Linked DNA regions of Aedes aegypti: region 1 is linked to region 2. Evidence: chromatin contacts called from public Hi-C data. All regions are on one chromosome and are shown on one strand. The core of a region is the stretch at or near the end of the contact, and the rest is flanking DNA. Distances in the headings are between cores, read along the strand shown. Region 1 overlaps LOC5565997 (probable nuclear hormone receptor HR3). Region 2 overlaps LOC5565997 (probable nuclear hormone receptor HR3).

Evidence for each region. A called contact is a pair of places that touch in the nucleus more often than the background predicts.
Region 1: a contact with region 2 is called in a Hi-C map of whole pupa, with 4 times the contacts expected there. The contact joins two enhancer-like sites. A contact is called at or near these places in 2 of 2 Hi-C or Micro-C datasets (whole body and whole pupa).

What each region holds. Positions count from the first base shown.
Region 1 is chr2:357,390,983-357,394,124 of AaegL5.0, forward strand. The region is part of intron 2 of LOC5565997 (probable nuclear hormone receptor HR3); the gene reads right to left. Among protein-coding and RNA genes, the nearest start is that of LOC5573405, 260 kb to the left of the region's middle. Within about 2 kb of position 1,274, at least 3 of the 3 cell types and tissues checked have open chromatin away from gene starts, as enhancers often do.
Region 2 is chr2:357,320,533-357,323,757 of AaegL5.0, forward strand. The region is part of intron 2 of LOC5565997 (probable nuclear hormone receptor HR3); the gene reads right to left. Among protein-coding and RNA genes, the nearest start is that of LOC5573405, 190 kb to the left of the region's middle. Within about 2 kb of position 1,734, at least 3 of the 3 cell types and tissues checked have open chromatin away from gene starts, as enhancers often do.

The DNA of each region.
Region 1 (3,142 bases), core at 24-2,523, 70 kb after region 2:
CTCCGATGGACATCATCAGTTTGCAAATGCTGCGCAGCAATCTACACGCTCGTTGTTGCTGTCCCGCTTCCTCCTTGTAGAGGTCCATCTTGAGGAATTTGTGTGTGCGTCGCAAGACTAGGTTTTTGTGCAATTAATTTGCATGGGACACCGATTGGTCAGGCCATTTCGGGCCGAATTTGCGTAGGATTCAGTGATTTGTGGGATTGGCGTAGGATTGACGGGTTAGTGAGGCGTGTTTTTTAGTTTGTGATTCATTGTTGACCTTTTGAGAGAATTAGTTTTTTTTTCCAAGTTAATAAAATCTCAGCTTTCAAAAACCCTTTTTTTTGTTTTATGATAAACAAATAAAATTCACCAAGTCTTCATCATTTTGAACACGCATTTGTCACCCCTATTCTTCTTTCATCCATATCTAAGAGCCGGAATGCTCCGAGCTCCATAATTACTTCCTATATTAGCCTCTTTACAGCTGGAAAAGAACCGCTACCAAAGTACAACAAACATTACGAGGCGGTGCATCTTCCCCTTCTCCACCTTTCGCGATCCGACACACATCGTTAACGCGTGCCATCATCATCGTCGTCGTCATCAGCTGCCTGCATCTCCGGAGTCGGGGTCCGGAGTACAGTTAGGTATATTTGCGTTGATGCACTGAAGTATTCCTTGGAAGCAGAAGGAGGCAAATAGTCCCATCATCATTATAAAATGTTGTTAACCTCCAACAACAATAGGAGCGAAACGCTTTAATCGGGAGAGAGAGAGCGCGATCACGAAATGTATCAAAACGCTCTCTTTCTTGTTCTCCACCGTTGCGAAGAGCGACCGCGACAAGAAAGAGAGTACAAAAGCATAGAACGAAAACAGAGAGTGCGTCGCCGAGTGAGAGCCGAGCTCATCGGCTCTCGCGCTCATCGTGTTGGATCTTCTTCGCTCTTCGTCTCTTTCGTCGTTCGTCGATGGAAGAAGTGGTGGGTGTGGGTATGCGTTGCGTGTAGAGCGAAACCAAGGCGAATCTGCTCGATGGTTCCCGTCGCAAGTGCATTGACCCAACGTTAACGGTGACCCACTTTTGCGCTCCTCGGTGTTTCTCTTCGTTCGTTCTGTACCGTTGTTCGGGGTATGAGGTGTGGGGAGGTGCGGTCTGAGAGGAAAGAACGAAGGCACGGTGCTTTGTTGGTTGCGGCGGCGGCTCGAGCGAATGATGTAAGGGGATGGATGCACCACTGCTGCAAGCAAACACGGTCTCGCTCGATACACGCGAGCACGCCGAGGAAGACACGGGGGCCAGTTGGGTAGCGAGCGATGCACATAGCGATGATGCGATGGTATGTGCATCTCGGTACGGTTCTTTGGGTTTTGCTGTTTTTTTTAGGTTCGAGATATTTTTTTTAAAGATTGTTCATCTGTTACTGGATGATCTCAGAAATTCTTCTGAGAACGTGGTGGTTTTTATCGTTGAGTATTTCTAGAGATTTTTCTGGGAAAGAAATGCAATAGTTTCATTAAAGAATTGTAGCTTTTTTGAATAATCATCTTTAAATCTTAACCATAATTACAGATTAATCAAATAACGATTGATAGTAGGCGTCGTTTACCTTCATTACTCTATCATTTCGATTCTCATCGTAGTAAGCGATCCTTTCGATACCTGTAGTCGGATTTGCCCACCACTCACTTTGCATGCTTTGATGTTTTCGTTGTTATTTTTTTGTTACCATAGGAGCCGGGTGCTTACAAATGATAAAATGTGGATAGGCTGGAGTGAGTACTATTTGAAAAGTATTGGTTTCGAGAGCTGCTACAAATATAAGAGAAGATTTATTACAAAAGCAGCCATTTCAAAAAAAGAGAGAGAAATTGTTTCATTGGTACAAAGGAAATTCCTGATCTAAGACTGACAATAGAAGATTATAATCATACTTTTTTGATACTTAGCTTCTTGGACAAAACTCACAGTTTTTATTCGGAAGCTCTGTCAGGGCTACTTGATAAGACTAAGAATGCATTGACCAGAAGAATTAAAGAGTTGGGAAAAGCTTATCAAAGCAGCTTGAGAAAAATTCTTGAAGAGCTGAGATGCATTTGAAAGAAGCCTGGAGGAGTTTGAAAAGCTTATCAAAGCAGCCTGGAAAAAAATCTCAAAGAAGTTTTAAAAATATTCTAATGAATTGGAAGTCATTTCATTATTCGGGCCGTATAGAGGCGAAAAAACTTCCCATAGTATCTTAGGATAAAAACGAAAAGCGTGAGAAAGCTGTTCAAAGAAACTTGGAAAAGCTTTTCTGAAGAAGCTTGGAAAAACTTCTCAAACAATTTTGAGGAAATTTTCCAAAGATTTTTGCGAATAGGCTTATGGAAGCTTCTCATTAAAGCTTGGAGTATCTTCTCGAAGAATTTTTTGAGAGTTTCTTAAAGTAACTAGAAAAAAAATTTGTTAAAAACTTGGAAATACTTCATCTTCATTTAGAAATCCATTTCAGGGCTTCTTGGAAAAGCTAAGAATGCATTTGACAGAAGAATGAAATAGATTGGAAAAGTTCATCAAAGCAGCTTGGAAAAAAATCTTGAAAGCATTTAGAAGCTTAGAAGAATTTGGAAAGCTTATTGAAGCAGCTTGAAAAAAAAAACTTTCAAAGAAGTTTTGAAAATCTTTTCAAAAAATGGGAAAACATTTCATTATTCTGAATGAATAGAAGAGAAAAAAACTTTCCAAAGTATTGTGGAAAGAAACGAGAAGCGTGAGAAAGCTGTTCAAATAAAATTTGAAAAGCTCTCTGGGGATACTTCTCACATAAGCTTAGGGAAACTTCTCAAAAAAGTTTGGATAAAGTTCTAAAAAAAATATTGGGGAAACTTCTCAAAAAAATTTGGGAAGTTATTCAAAAAAGCTTGTAAGGAGGCTTGTGGATGCTTATCAAAAAAACTTGGAGCATATTCTCAAAGAAATTTTAGAAATGTGCTCAAAGTTACTAGGAGAAATTTCTGTTAAAAGCTTGGAATTGCTTCATCTAGAAAGTTGGAAACTAGAGAAATTTCTCATAGAAGTTTGGAAAAGCATACAAAAGAAGTTTGTAAAAGCATTTAAATATGTTTGCAAAAGCTTTTTGAAGAATCTTGTAAAAGCTTCTTAACGATTAAA
Region 2 (3,225 bases), core at 484-2,983:
TTTTGATGGTAACTAAACCTTGATAAGAACATTCGTGCAATAAGCTTCGAAAAATGAACATTTGAAAATTTTGCCTCACACATATGTCATCTTCTTAACAGTTTGCTAAAGGACACCTCTTACGAAATGTAAGTTTTCATCCGGAAAAACTGCTTCAACCGAATAATGTATGTTGCCTAGTGAGACCAAATGAATAAATTTAGCTGGTGAGCTATCATATCTACTGTTTTAAGCTGGAAATCGTGTTATTTCCACTATGTCGATAACTGGTACAAGGAGTGTATGAGAGCCCAATTATGGCGATACTCTGGAGGCAGTTTGTTTACATTTTTTGATCTGTGAAATAAAAGAAGTAAAGCTGTTTTACTGGTGACTTCCACGACGGGAAGGTTCGGTAAGGCATTATCTTTATGTTTTGTATTCAATTGCTATGATTTTTCAATCACACGTTCGAAAATGTTTGCAACGGAAGATGCTAATTTCATGGTAGAGGGGGGTTTTCAGTGACACTCGATTTTTGAATTTTCCCTCTTTTTTCCTTAGAATTAGGCGCTGAATAGGTAATGTGAGTTTATTAATGCTGTTTTGCATCATAATTTGCGTTTTCACTACATTTCGACTCATTTTCGAAAATTAATTTGCTCCCATGAACCCATTGCAATAAATTGATTTAACATGTATTTAACACAAAACTTTTGGAAAATTTTATGAGCAATCACTTCATTACTTATTAGCGTTGTATTATCATTCGCTCTGGATGACGTTTGAGTTCATTTCGTGCAAATATTCGATAGTCCATAATTGGGACACTTTTATGTCGAATGCTAGGAACTCTATTACCATAATTGGTACAAAGACAACGCTTTTTAAAACCATTTTTTAAAAGCTTAAAGTCAATTTAGTACTAAAACTGTTTAATTCAACTGCTTCGCAAGGCTTCAAACTAGTAATTAACACCAACAAGTCATGCTTACGTTTTAGGAACGCGGTTAAAACTTGATTTTTATCCATACTGTTGACATATTGCATCCATAATTGGTACACCTACCCTAGAGAATTTGTAGAGATCTGTATTAAAATAGCGACCAAGTCTCTAAAAGATGTAAATTCAATGGTAGAAATTTAAATTCACGATGCTTCTACATCAGAATTGTCAAGTTGCGTTCCAAAACACGTACACACAATAATTATTCGTGATATTTTCTCCACAAACCGTAATTCCCTTAAATATGCCGAAGAATTACCTTATCAACAAAATTCAAATTAAAAAAGATCTTAAAAGTTTGTATTTAGATTTCTGTAATAATTCAAATAAAATCACCCATGTTCACAATTATTATGGGAAACTCATCCCAGACAACTCAAGTTATAAAAACAAAATTTTCTGGACTTTCAACTTAAAATTTCGAATTTCTGGCCCAGAGTGCAGCAATCGAAGTCAGTCGGAGCAGGAGAAGCGTCCGAGAGGAGGATGATGATAATCATGTGCAAAGCGAAAGATTACGTCACATGTGCCTCCTCTTTCTCTGCTTCGAAACCGACCGATGCGATGCGATGCGAAGACGACGACACAAGGATCATTAACCTCTCGCGCCGTAGCACGCAGAGTACCGAACCGACGACTGCAGCACATCTGATTCCGAGTGGCACTCACAGCCGCAGCGAGGAATGACAACAAACCGCGAGTGTCCGCGAGTCGGGAGTGCAGCACACTTGTTTCGACTGAGCGGTGAGATCGGCGGTGCTCCCGCACGACGGTCGCAACAATGGGAGTGGGTGGGCCACAAGAAGACTCAGCATGGTGGCGGCGTCCCGTCGCACTCACAGAATGTGTGAGCGTGAGCGCTTCGAGAATATTACGGCGTGCGGCCAAAATGCGGGAGAACCGCGGCCGTCCCATCCCGTCATCCTTCCAGCACCGACCGTTACCTTTCGTCGTCGACGACGACGACGGTGCTGGTTGGTGTGAACGAACGACCCAGTCGGACACAACCATACGCGCCAGAGCGGGACGGGTGAAGCGGACACGTTCCCGCGGTGCGAGTCTCGGGAACAGAACGAGACGGGAGAACGGCTGAGCGAAGCGCAATAGGTTATTGAACTGAAGCAAAACAGAGAATCAGAGAGCGGGAACGACGCTCTTGCCCGATGGTGTCGGTGTCGGTCTGTCGGTCATTCTGCTGCTGCTTCTTCGTCGTTGGAGTTGTCTTCGCCGTCGTCGTCGTGGTGTTGATTCTTGGCTTGAACCGTTCGTCGTTATCGTTGGGCGAAGAGGAGCGGCGGAATAACGTGAGAATTTTTCTTCTGTGATTTATTGGCGGGGGAAGAGGACTATTTTTGGTGGATTTAATTGTGATGGGTGTACGACAGATGAATTATTGTCAAACGTTACACGCGGAATGCTTGCTTGGGGATGAGGTACTTTGCCAGAAAAATGTGGAGAATTCTTTTTCTCAGCTGAGACGGAATAAAGCGCAAGGGGTCGATGACCTCAGGCGCGGAAAGATTGAGCCGTTTGATTGAAGGATTGGGTCGTTGTTTTTATTGGATTGTGAATTTTTTAAGGAAATGAATGCATTTTTGGATCATGATTAGATGTAGTTACATTGAACATAGAGTTTAGTAGCGGAGATATAATATACTCTTTTAGGGAGAATTAAACTCAATTTGTCGAAATTGTGATTAATCATGTACAAAACATTACTTTCATCAAATTCTAATTTTTGAAACCCTGTTGAGAAAAATTTTAGGTTCGTATGCAAACAAGATTGAACAATAAAGTACCTTTTACGAATTTTTAAAAGGTGAGCAATTCGGTCGTTTATGTAAAAGTCATTAGTAGGGTCATGTCATCTTAAAAACTTCGAAAGCAGTTTCCTATTTCAAAACTGAAATGTTATCAATAAAAATATAGTTACAGTGTAATTTTTGGAGAAAAGAAAATATTTTCATAAAAACTGATTTGGCTTTTAAATAAAAAATATATTTTTAAACTGGAATGAAAAATAGAGGAAACAAATGAGACCGATTCATCGAAAGAAGGTCGTTCCCTAATTTCCTTCGAATCTGCTTATTTTTGATTATAACTCCATGTCGGAAATGTATCATGTCTCTTAACAAACTTGTTGCAATAAGCTGATTTTCAAGAAGTTCACCGGATTATCATTCAACTCAACTTTTGTAAAAGAACAATCAGCTACTTGATGCAATTACTGTTTTTTTTCG